Linked DNA regions of Zea mays: regions 2 and 3 are each linked to region 1. A link is a contact called in public Hi-C data. All regions are on one chromosome and are shown on one strand. Each heading gives the region's core, a stretch centred on a gene start, on an enhancer-like site or on the middle of the called end of the contact. The rest is flanking DNA. Distances are from core to core; before and after follow the strand shown. Region 1 holds the start of LOC100381606 (mitochondrial substrate carrier family protein). Region 2 holds the start of LOC118476778 (zinc finger protein CONSTANS-LIKE 5). Region 3 holds the start of LOC101202711 (Nuclear pore complex protein NUP98A).

What was found. Hi-C and Micro-C count contacts between places; a contact is called where the count stands out from the background.
Region 2: a contact with region 1 is called in a Hi-C map of leaf, with 6 times the contacts expected there. The contact joins the promoter of LOC118476778 here to the promoter of LOC100381606 in region 1. A contact is called at or near these places in 3 of 25 Hi-C or Micro-C datasets (endosperm and leaf).
Region 3: a contact with region 1 is called in a Hi-C map of ear, with 2.2 times the contacts expected there. The contact joins the promoter of LOC101202711 here to the promoter of LOC100381606 in region 1. A contact is called at or near these places in 2 of 25 Hi-C or Micro-C datasets (ear and tassel).

Annotation. Positions count from the first base shown.
Region 1 is chr3:235,022,940-235,027,433 of Zm-B73-REFERENCE-NAM-5.0, forward strand. It overlaps LOC100381606 (mitochondrial substrate carrier family protein), which reads right to left and starts at 1,316. Exons shown (of 7, transcript XM_008674847.4): 1 at 1-1,316. The coding sequence starts at 411.
Region 2 is chr3:234,874,562-234,878,538 of Zm-B73-REFERENCE-NAM-5.0, forward strand. It overlaps LOC118476778 (zinc finger protein CONSTANS-LIKE 5), which reads left to right and starts at 2,194. Exons shown (of 2, transcript XM_035966534.1): 1 at 2,194-2,735; 2 at 2,837-3,329. The coding sequence starts at 2,334. The coding sequence ends at 3,121. It overlaps LOC100279258, which reads left to right. Exons shown (of 5, transcript NM_001152279.1): 5 at 703-1,363. The coding sequence ends at 726.
Region 3 is chr3:234,774,563-234,778,559 of Zm-B73-REFERENCE-NAM-5.0, forward strand. It overlaps LOC101202711 (Nuclear pore complex protein NUP98A), which reads right to left and starts at 1,572. Exons shown (of 11, transcript NM_001324127.1): 1 at 1,405-1,572; 2 at 542-889; 3 at 1-193. The coding sequence starts at 1,423.

The DNA of each region.
Region 1 (4,494 bases), core at 66-2,565:
CAACTGTCGGGTAGCGGCAGCAAATTCCTCGCCTTTGTGCTTGCAGGCGTCATCCAGCGCGTGGAGGTTGTGGGCGAAGGCGTCGAACGCAATGCAGAGCAGGAACTCCAGTTGCTTTTGCGGGGTGGTGCCATTGCTGGGCTCCTGGTGGAGCGGCGGGGAGTGTGTGTCTGCCCGTCGCTTGGGCCTGAAGCACCTGGCGAATGACTTGAGGGGCTTGTGGAGGAAGTTGGTGACGAGGACGTGGAGGTGGAGCAGGCAGTCGACCTCGAGTCCCTTGTGCTGCTTGGAGTTGGGATGGGGACTGGAATTGGATCCAGGGATGTGGATGACGGGGAGGTGAAGGTGGGCTACGGCGCCACGGGCTGCGGCGACGAAGGCATCGAAGGGGTGGTCCGGTGCCATGGGCATCAGGGTCAGGAACTAGGTGGTGCTTCCTGTCCGGTGGCGGTGGACTCTGGCGAGCGGCGGGGAAGGCATAACAGCAAGGCTAGTGACTAGTGAGGCCCGCCTCACTGAGAGAGCTCTGAGTGAGCAACAGCCCGATTCTTCTTCCACTTGGGGGGAGGGGAGACAAGAGTAGCGAGCGGTGGGCAGGCGGTGGTGGAGGCCGGCCGTGGCCGGTGGTGACGAGGATGAGAAGGCCGACGGCCGAGGTGGAGTTGCAGTTGCAGACGAGACGGGAGGTGGAGAAGCGGCGAGGCGACAAACCGAGACCATGAGAATTTGAGGAAACTGCAGAAATAAATTAATTTCTTAGGGAAATGAAATGGATTACGATATTTGGATGGATATGCTTTTTTTTGTTTGCATTTGTGTCTGCTCAGAATAACGGGGGAGAATGTGCTGCTTTTATTTTTCTTTACAAGGTAGAGTTTTTTTAACAAAATTTTTAGAAATCTTAACATAAGGTAAAACAATATTACATCAGAGATAATATTAGGCTTATTACGCACCATCAATAGATTTCATTATGAAACGAAGAAAATATACATAGCTACTGTTGTAAGGATGCATGCATCAAAGTTTATTGATGCTAAGTAAAATGGATGCATTGCTAAATACAGAGAACTCGTAACATGCAGATGATTTGGATCTGTATGAATCAGTAAGTGCTAACTTTAATCATACTAATATACAATATTTTTACATTAAATACTACTACCAGTTAATGGACCCACATCAATGATATGGATAAGCATGGTGATAAGGCAGATGTTATCGGTCCCAATTCAGTTCTACAGAAAATGAAATAAATAATTTAGTTTGAACTTCTAATTCAACCAAACCTTATACAGTTATACTATTCATTTAGGTGGTACCTAGAAGCAAATAACCTCCAGATTTCTAGAAGCAGCAATTTCATAACCTATATTTCTTTATTTTAAAATATAATAGCAGAAGCTTTGCCCTTTGTTTAGAGCGTCTCTAACAAGGTGTCCTATAAAAATGTACTATAAATTTAAAATGATGATATTTTAAACGATTTAGGTCACCATAAAAAAGTCGATCTCCAACAATAAAGCCTCAAACGAGATAAATATCTGAAATCAAGCCTCAAACGAGATAAATATCTGAAATCGGGTAACTTCCTCCGGCCATCATCGAGGGCGCCTACTTTTTTCCCGCGCACGACCCTTTCTGTCACAATTCAGTACATACTAGTTCGATATTTGTTTTGACAAATTCAATAGAGAAGGCTGAATTGCTTAGCTTGATGTAGCACCATTCTGTCTTTGGACTGAAGTCCTTCTTCGTGTATTCATTCTTGAAACTGTAACAACTGAATTATATCAAATGGTCTGCCGCATAGGTTTTGTAGCCATAACCTGTAATTTTGCACTATAATTTTGCATCCATTCTCATTATTATAAACTGAGAAGATTCTCCATGCCTTCCCCCTTAAAAAGGTGAAGGAAACTTGTTTACTTCTGAATACACAACAAAAATACTAGGTGTGCGAATTGAGAGATTGTACGAAAATTTCAGCTAAGGCAAATATACTAAGGCCCCGTTTGTTTCGTTGGAATTGAATTCCATTTTAATAATTATAATTTAGACAAAACTAATTAAGTTTATATATTTATATATGTAATATATTTGTATATCATCCTAAATTATATGAGAGAGATAGTTATATACTATATTTATATTATAGCGGCGCAAGTAGAAGATGGCACTATAAGTTGTACATCGGGAAAATAACATGTAAATCTATAGAATCAATTTTCATCTCTCACCTATGAATTTGAGATAGGCTTACATGATAACTTTGGAAAGTGGTGGAATGTCATATTCTAAAAAAATAGTCTATTCCATTAGTAAGATTTCAATTCCTCAAAATGAAAGGAAACAGACGGGGCCTAAGAGATCTAATGGGCTAAGGCAAATTCCAGGAATTGAAAATAAACACTACTAATTAGTGGTTGCAACTGGATCACCAGAAATCCCAAGCAAACCTAACAATCTGTGTTCATCCTCCAGTAGAACTGTTGTAGGTGGCAGAAGGAGTACAAAAATGAAAGCTCTGCTATGAGAAGGCAGCACACGTGTTCTCTTTTGTTTCAGATAAATTAATCGAAACTATAATCAAATCAATAACCGTGACTTATTCAGAATCATGACACTGCATTAAAATGACACTGTAGAATCATGGCTTGTATATTCAGAATCAAGCTACCGCAGAAACGTTCGGATTTCGACTCTTGCCTTGCATTCATCGAACCAAAAACAGGAACATTGGCAAATGGGTAGTGAATGGTGGTGGTGTGGACTACATCGGTCCCACGCGGCAGAGCTTCATGTCTGGTCGTTGGCACTCTTGCATGCCCCTCGGTCGTTGGCAATCCTGCAGGGACCTGAGGCAGTGGCGCAGCAAGAGCGTGAAGATTTGAGGGGTGGCGGCCAATGGCCGATGAGGGGAGGCGGAGGAGGGCAGGGTGTGTTCTGGCGATGACATGTGACTTTGGCGGAGGAGGGAAGGGCAGGGAGGAGGGAAGGGGTGATCGTGGGTAGCCCGGAGGAGAGCGGCGTGACTGTTCAGGTTCGTTACAATTAAGATGAGACAGCCCAAAAAGGTGCAATATATTTGTGGCACTTATCACGTGCCCTGTATTTTTTTAACAAAAATTTTATAATAGGGCAATATTGGAGTATATATTTTTGGATTAAGCCGTATATTTCAATTTAAGGCATCTATTTGGGGCACACTTGGAGATGCTCTTAACATGGAAAAAATGTTTATATACAACAAAACTCGCTGAAGAGCGCACTCTATCGATGGTCCTCTTTCTTAACATAATATCTTCTCTTGCTCTTGAGGGCAGGCGACCTTCAACACAGGTTCCAATATACAGCTGAAATTTTGTCTCTTCCTTGTACATGTTCCAAAACGGATAGACCATCGTATCATTGAAACACCTTTCCTCCCACAAGTGTTGTTGTGAAAGGCTCTTAGAGTAGCAATGAGGGCTATACATCAAAGTATTCCCAAGCTAAGACTTTCCACACCACTTTAGGGCTTGTTCGGTTCTACCCCAATCCATATGGATTGAGGGGGATTGTGGAGGTTTCAATCCCTAGCAAGCCAAAATCCCTCCCAATCCATATCAATCCCCTTCAATCCATATGGATTGAAAATAACCGAACAAGCTCTTAGTGCGGTTATACCAATCGAGAAAGAGATTAGAGGGGATTCAATCCCCTCCTAATCAAAAATGACTAGAAGGGGATTAAATCTCCTCTAATCCCCTTATGGATTGGTATAACCTTAGAGCTTGTTCGATTCTACCTCAATTCATATGGATTGAGGGAGATCGAGGGGGTTTTAATCCATAGTAAGTTAAAATATCTCCTGATCAGTATCAATCCTCTCCAATCCATATGGATTGAAAATAACCGAACAAGCCCTTAATTAGCATATGGGCACGCACATCAAAAGTACCGTCAATTTTTAAAATGACACTAGCCAAACTCCACATCAAAAGCACGCGATCAGTATCTAGCGAATCTGATCGTTACTAACCTAGACTCTAACACGGCGACTGGTACCGTCAATGTCCAGCCTAAGACGCACACATCCACTAAATGCATTAGATTAGAGCGTTAGATTAGCTGATTTATGCGACTAAATTAGAAGTTAAGTGGGTATTTGGTATGACTCTAGAGTAAAACTCTAAATTTTTAAAGTACTCTTTTTGTTGCTTTAATTTTTTTAAATAACCTAGATATGAAGTTTGAAAGCATTTAACCACCACTATCACTGGACAGTGATACGAGAAAGCAATCTAGATTTTGGAACATAGCTCCTTTACCCGGAGTTTTGGAGCAAAACCAATTTCAAACACCCCTAAATTAATAAAAATCTTAAACATAAGTAAAGATATGATTTGAAGACCCTGTCTGACACAAGATTAGATTAGATTTGCACCTCTCTACCGCTGCGACCTACCTGGTACTCCGTTTTCATTATATATCATAAATAAATGATAAATA
Region 2 (3,977 bases), core at 944-3,443, 150 kb before region 1:
AAGATTCCACTATAACTAGTTAGCTATTACGGCTTAGGACATGAACCATGAAATGATCATGATTCTAGACTTCTAGTGAATTTGGTGTGAAAAGTTTCTAGACACCATGACCATGATAAAAAAAAGCCATACCCCATAGTTGCACCTGGAGGAAGATTTGGTGGTGGACCAAAATATTTTCTCCATATCACACATCCCAACCTGAACGAGATGTCTTGTCAGCCTCCATCCATGTGGTCTCCTTCGCTAAAGCTTATGACATTTGATCACCAATTGGTTATTCTTAACTTCATTTCATATGAATAGTGATTTACAATTTACATTACTACATTAGGCATCCTATTGCAGTTAATGGACTTCTCTGTACTTGAATACCAGTTATTTCCATAGTTGTGTATCTATGTAGTCTGTCAATAAATTCTTCATGCACATCAACTAAACAATGATTGCATCGCCACTCGTGCTATAGTGGTGTTACTATTCTTATAGTTGACCTAGTAGAAGAAAAGGAAATCTAGGAGAACTGCACGCTATCCAATCACCCCCACTTGTTTTTGTTATCTTACATGAATGATTCTTTGCGGTGTCACTTGACAAAGAGGCGTTGGCTTATGAAATACTTGCTTTTTTTTTCTCTTTCTATGCACTGAAGTGTCACTGGTTTAATGTGTGGGATGCTTTGGTATCTTGAAATTGATGCAGGTTGCACGTAAAAGGAAGTCGTAAGAGTTGTGGTGTACAGAGGCAATTTGGCCTCCTGCCAGAGGACAATAGATCTATGGTGCCCTTTGACTTTATCTTGTCGGTTCGCTAAGGCCACTCCAAGTCGTCAGGGTGATACGCATTTCCTGAGTGGGCTACTGTAGGGATTCACGTGAAGCTGTGGCCACAAATAGGAGCAGGGAGTGCTGCGGTTGATGTAAGGACACTCCCAACCAGTTGCCAACTGAAAACAGCGTCCTGGGTCAATAGCAGGAAACTTGTGCCCAATAGTTGCTTGAAACGAAACTTGTGCCCAATAGTTGCTTGAAACAAAACTGATTCTTGAGGGGACTCAGCCTCGCTGTCGACTGCATTATTCAAAGGCGGTATGATATCATTTCTTCCTCCCCCCACCAAAAATCTTGGGAGATGTCACTTGTGATTTTGGAAGCTCATCATATGAGCTAGTGCGCTGGACTGGCAGCTTTTTTGCAAGGGATGCTTTTTTTGTGTTTACTTGCGACCGTCATAGGGTGGGTGACATGATCTTTTTGTTTCTCCAAATCTGGATGTAAATTCTAACTGACTGCATGTGTCCATCCATGCATCACATTACTCTGAGTAGGGAATGGAGAGGAATGCTAGAATATTTTTGCATGTTGATTCCCTTGGTCTTTGGTGTGGTCAACTGCAAGTTGAGCATGTGTCTGTCTGTCCTGGTGTAACAACAGCACAGGGCATATATGGGATCGGGGAATATCGTTTTCGTTGTCCTTGATCGCTTGCTGTTTCTAGCTTTGGTGCTGTGTGCTCGCTATCTATTTCAAGGTGATTGGTTGGCTTCTCTACTCATACACTTGAACCCGCGGAGTCTCAAAGCATTGTTTGTTTGATTTAAGCATCTCCTCAAACAGGCTCTCTACATACAAGCCGTACACCGTAGCCAGGCTCCGCGCGAACCGCCGGCGGGAGTATCTCCCCGCATGCAGGCTCACTGCACGCTTAAGCACAGAAATCGAGATATTTTTATTTTGCTTTTCTATTTATATCTTTCAATTAAAAGATTTAATCATTGCATCCATTTAATATTTATATTCCTCAGATTTTTGTGAATAAAATTAAATCACTCATGATAAATAGGTAAAGATTTATTTATACACTCTTCACTAATACACATTTCGGTGCAACCAACCAAACAAAATCTATGTCTAATCTGCACGAGTCTATACACACAACCAAACAAAAATGTTTGCACGAACTTATCTTGGTTCTACTAATACTGGCTAAACTCATATGGACCTGGCTCAACTTATACGGTAACCAATCACATAGTTTGAGATTCTCATTATATTGTCAGAAGAACGTACACTAGGGCATGCACCGTGTGGTTTTGGTGCCAGCATGCTCTGTGGTTTGCGCAAAAAGGCTCTGCCTGCGCTCATGCGCACCAGCTTACTTTTGTTAGGTTGTGGCAGCTAGACATGGATGTAGCACTAGCACCTGTGTTGTGCCTCCTCACTCTCCTGCGCTGCTGCGTGTGTTTTGTTTGTTCAAGCCTATAAAACCATAGATGTCCTGCCTGTCAGCCGTCACCACATACCACATCGACACATATATACATTATAGCAGGCATGTATCAGCAACACCATCAATGGACTACTGATTCCTCTTGTTATTTCGTAGATGGTGATGCCATCCTTCCCTCTCAGCCAGACGCCTTGCTTGCCCATGGAGGAGCGTTCCTGCCTTCTCGTCTTTTTTGTTCGCAGCAGGCTCCTGCCATTGTTCCTCCACCTATTGCCAGCCAGCTGCACGCCATCATCACCCACTCGTCGTCGTCGTCGTCGTCCGGCATCATGGCTGCTGCAGCAACGTCCTCGTCGTCGTTTCGCCGGACGTCGAGCACAGGAGACCTCACCGTCCTCCTGGAGGAGCAAAGGGGAGCGGCAAGGTACAGCGCTGAGGAGCGCCGGGAGCGCGTCGACAAGTACCGGAGCAAGCGCAACCAACGCAACTTCCAAAAGAAGATCACGGTCTGCCTGCACTTTGCTTTGCTTTGCTTGGTTTCAGCTTAGCTCTCTTATTAGAACGCACGCAAAGGCAAATGAATGGCGCGGCGCATGCATGCATGCAGTATGCCTGCAGGAAGACGCTCGCAGACAACCGTCCCAGGGTGAAGGGCCGCTTCGCGCGCGATGGCGGCGACTACGCAGAGACGACGGAGGCAGATGCAACTGCAGACCACCATGTCCATGCCCCAGCACTGCCAGCAGCAGCATATCAGCCAGTAGAGTTAGAGGCAGAGTCGCCGGCTGTACGGGAGTTGCCTGCTGGCATCAACGTAGTAGCAGAGCTCTGCGCTGACGACGATGAGATGCTGGCCGCTTACCTTGGAGTCTCCTCCATCAGTTTAGTATAGCTGATTATCACTACAGCTGCCACCCATAGATATACTGACAGATTTCAGCTTCTGGTCATTAGTTAAGTAGGATAGCTTATCTTAATTAGCTCTACTTTACTAGTTAGAATGTGTAAAAAAAAATTTGGGGGGTTTTAAGCTTGCTACTTTTATATGCTTAGTATGTACTGTAGTGGCTTAATGAAAATCTGTGCCAAACCTATTCTATATCTGACAAATGGTATTCTAGCCTAGAGATGGCCAAATAGGCGGCACGGCCCGGCCCGGGCACGGCCAGGTACGGCATGGTTAGGGCACGACCCATTTGGCCCGTTTAATAGCCGTGCCGTGCCGGCACGGCACTAGTGCCTGAGGCTAGGCCCAAGCACGGCACTAAGCCTGCTTAGCCGTGCCGTGCCGGCCCGTTTAGCCCATATAACCCATTTAGCCTATATAGCCCGTTTAGCACTACACCACAAAATTTTAGTCAAATATTCACAAACACAGTTAAAACATACTAAAATAGCTAATATTGAACTGTTTAGTGCAATGGTTGACTCATTAAAAACCTATTTAGGTAAAAACTTACCCTTATGATAAACCCTAGATAAGAAAAAAGAATACATCACACAGCTAACTAGTCGTGTTTGGATCTAATCATGCATAATCGTGCCTAGGGGCTAATCGTGCCGTGTCCGTGCCGGCCCAGCGTGCCTGATGCTCGGCCCAGGCACGGCACTACCTATCGGGCCGTGCCGGCACGGGCCCAACACTAGTCGTGCCGTGCCGTGCCTAGGCACTACGGGCCGTGCCGTGCTCCGGGCCGGCCCGATTAGCCCGGCACGGCTGGCTATCTATATTGTAGCCTATCCCTTTC
Region 3 (3,997 bases), core at 322-2,821, 250 kb before region 1:
GCACCGAAGGCTGGTGCAGTTGTGGTGCCAAAGGCTGGTGTACTTGTACCAAATGCAGGAGTAGTCATGGTACCAAATGCCGGCGTCGTTCCAAATGTTGGTTGTGTTTGCTGGAACGTGCTACCAAAAGGACTTGACTGGCTAGGAGATGATCCAAAACCCCCAAAACTTGGCTTCTGTCCGAACAAAGACCCTATAACATGTGCAGAGCAGAGATATGACATCACAAATAATACAGCAGATCATGTTAAGCCAACCTAGTAAAACATGAACTAGCATAATTCTGCATGAGTAGCTACTGAAAACAAATGTAGCATGCAGATTGCAGAGAAACGCAAAGATAAATAAAACTTGTATGATATGAGAAAAATTGCCAATGGCTCATGCTGTTTCCAGTGCATAAGAAGCTATTTGTTTCCTAACAAAAAGAACAATTACACATAAAACTGGCATCATTAATTAGACAATCTATAAAATTGCTTCCTATGACAACCTAGTATGATCAGCATGGTGAACCAGCGATAGAGAATATAGTACATACCAGAGGATGTGGCACCAAAGGCAGGAGTGGGGGATGCACCGAAGGCTGGTGTAGAGCTCCCGAACTGAGAGGAGGATGGGGTGCCAAACGTGGGAGTGGATTGCTGCTGACCAAAGGCACCAGTGGATGTTGTGCCAAATGCGGGAGCGGATTGCTGCTGACCGAAGGCACCAGTAGATGTAGTTGCAAAGAGCGAGCTTCCAGTCTGTGCCCCAAAAGGCGTGGTCGGGCTGCCAAATGGTTTTGGGGCAAAGGGATTGTTGGCAGCAGTGGAAGACTGGCCAAATCCCTGGGGAGTTCCAAACGAGTTGTTGTTACCAAATGGGCTTGTGGATGACTGCCCAAATGCTGCAATTGAGATAGAAGGTGAGAAGATAATCAACATTGCAAAAAAGAAACAGAAAAAAAAAAGTATGCTCTGTATACAGCCATGTAAGCGTTTGCAGCTTACAATCAGTCAGGTATTGCATTGTATGAGCTAGCATATATATAAATGAAAACGATGAGCACTGAAGCGTTGTTCTGTTTTGTTTGTAAGGTAGATAAAAGAGACAGTGAGGTCCGGACCCTATCGGGTCGTCCATATGCACATGGAAGCTTAGGTTGGGTGTTCCATGGATCCTGGATGTTGGGACTGCAAGCAACCTATTTGATTGAAATAGATAAATGAAACCCTAGTTTGCGAGGCATATGGGCAATCCATCGAAATATATGTAATCGAATAGTCAAACCAAAGGGAAGGAAGCGCAACAGTAGCAATGCATACATACATAGGAGAACAGAATCGAGGATTTAAAAAAGTCATGGAATCCAATGTGATGAAATCGACGAGAATAGGAGGGGGTTAGAGGGTGAGCGCTTACGATTGGTGGAGCCGAACATGGCTTCCGAATGCCGAAGCTTATTGTCTTCTAGCTTGAATGTAGCGCCGACGCGACTCGATCACCGGCGGAGGCGGAGGCGGTCTGGGTCTAGAGCTGCGAGGCTGCGACTCTTGCCTCTCCCTCTTTCCCTGTCTCTCTTTCGTCAAGACTCAAGAGGAGGGGACGAAGCCCGAAGGGGATCCCAACTTTTTTAGATTTTAGCCCTTTTGGGTTTTTTTTACACAACTATACCCTTTACAGTTTCATTTCAAAAAATGGACCCCAACCTCGGCGTCATCATCATTGGCGCCGAGATAACACACATCGACGCCAGTACCATTGGCGCCAACTTTTCCTACGTGGCAGCCGATGTGGCAAGTCCCAGGGGGTCGGCGCCATAGATCTTGGCGCCGACCCCCCTTGACGGTGGGGTCCGGTGCTATCCAGGGGGGTCGGCGCCAAGATCTATGGCGCCGACCCCCTGAGACTTGCCACATCGGCTGCCACGTAGGAAAAGTTGGCGCCAATTATGTTGGCGCCACTATGTGTTACCTCGGCGCCAATGATAACGGCGCCAAGGTAAGGGTCCATTTTTTGAAATGAAACTACAAAGGGCATAATTGTGCAAAAGAAACCCCAAAAGGGCTAAAATGCAAAAAAGTTGGAAGGGGGTCTGTCTGGCGAAGTGGCGATACGACACACGAGTCTGTCCCAATGAAGGGTGGGCCCCTGGTTGCACCGCGACTTTATGTATACACAACACATGCCCTATTTTGCACAGCTGCTGCTTGTTGAAAAAATAGCTTATCTGATAAGCTGGTAAAAAGCAGTTTCTGTTTGTTGGCTGGTTTTAGTTCATTTTGAGAAGCAGCTGAACTGATAAACTGTTGCAGAAGCTATCTGTTTGACAGAACTTCTGCTTAAATTTATCAAGAATCTGAAAATAAGTTGTGCCAAATAGGGTCATAACATCCGACGTTAGATGTACAAAAACTTTTTAGATCAGGTGAAACAGTCTGTTTTTTATCTCAATACAATACTAGGAAAAGTGTACTTGCTTTACAAAACTAGTCTAATACTCGTGTGTTGCAACGTTACCCGATAGGATATGATCTGCGATCACACGTTGATTTTGAAGAAATACAATGGGTTCTTTGTAAAAAGATGACGCGAGACGAACGTTGAAAAGTGTACTTGCGACACGCACGTAATTACAAAATTTTACATGCAATATATTTACATAATATCAAATTTATTGGTTTAAAACATATCTAAGAAAGGCATAATCAAGAGTTTTTGTTGATTGGTACATTTATCTCGGCTAAATAACTCCATGTTGTAGATCTCTAACGATTTGATGATGGGATTAAGATAATTGGATCATGTCATGTTGTGCTTGTATAGGAGCTAGTAAAGTTGTTATTGTTGTCGTGCAACGTGAATTATATATTTGCAAAAGACACGTTAAATAATAATAAACCAATAAGCGTTAGAGTAGTAGAGTTGTTATTGTTGTCGTGCAACGTTAATTATATATTTGCACAAGACACATTAAAGTAATAATAAATCAATAAGCGTTAAATTAATAAGCTGTACGGTAGTAGTATTCGTTACCTCGTTTTCTCTTGTTTCACGCCTCGTCGTTCAAGGGGCAGTGAGAGAGGAGGCGCCCCGCACGCTTCGTGACTCGTGAGGCCCCGCTCAACGACCTCAAGCAGTCTGCCCCGACACGGCAGTGGCACGGCAAGACACGACACAATTAGGATAAGACCCGTTTGATCTGTTTAACAGTCGTATCGTGCTAACACGACACTAGTATCTGAAACCAGACACAATCACGGCACTAAGCTCTCTTAGCCGTGTCATGCCAGTACGGTCGGCCCGAACAGCCGTAGTGTCAGGGTCAGTCTGAGCACTACACAATAAATCAGCATCAAACTTACCATAATCTTGTACATTCACAAAAATACAGTTAAAAGCATACTAAATAGCTAATATTGAACTGTTTAGTACAATGGCTGCCTCATTAAAAAACTATCTACGTAAAAACTCACCCTCGTGATAAAACCCTAGATAAGAAAAAAGAGTACAACCCACAGCTTATTTAGTGTTCTTACATATATCATAGACATTGTTTAAAGTTGTAGTATAGTTATAGGCACAGGCACACAACCATAGTTCAAAGTTCAAACTAGCTAAATAAGATCAGTCATCCACATGTGGTTGTGGTATACATGTCCAATGGGCCGTGCCGGGCCGGCCCGGCCCGGGCACGGCTTGGCCCGGCACGAGAGGCACTAGTCCAAGCCCGGCACGGTTTGGTATCGTGCCGTGCCGGGCCGGCCCGCGGGCCGGCTAACGCGGCCCAAGCCCGGCACGGTTATTCTTACACGGGCCGTGCCGGGCCGGAGGCACGGCGGGCCTGTCGTGCCGGGTCGGGCCCGGTCCCATAAACAAAAAAAACACTTCAAAATTCAGAATTTAAATGTTATATTCAAATTTATTTTAGATTTAATTAATTATATTTATAATTTTAGATACATATTTAGACAAAAGAATTTTAGATACACATATAAACACATATTACAAGTCA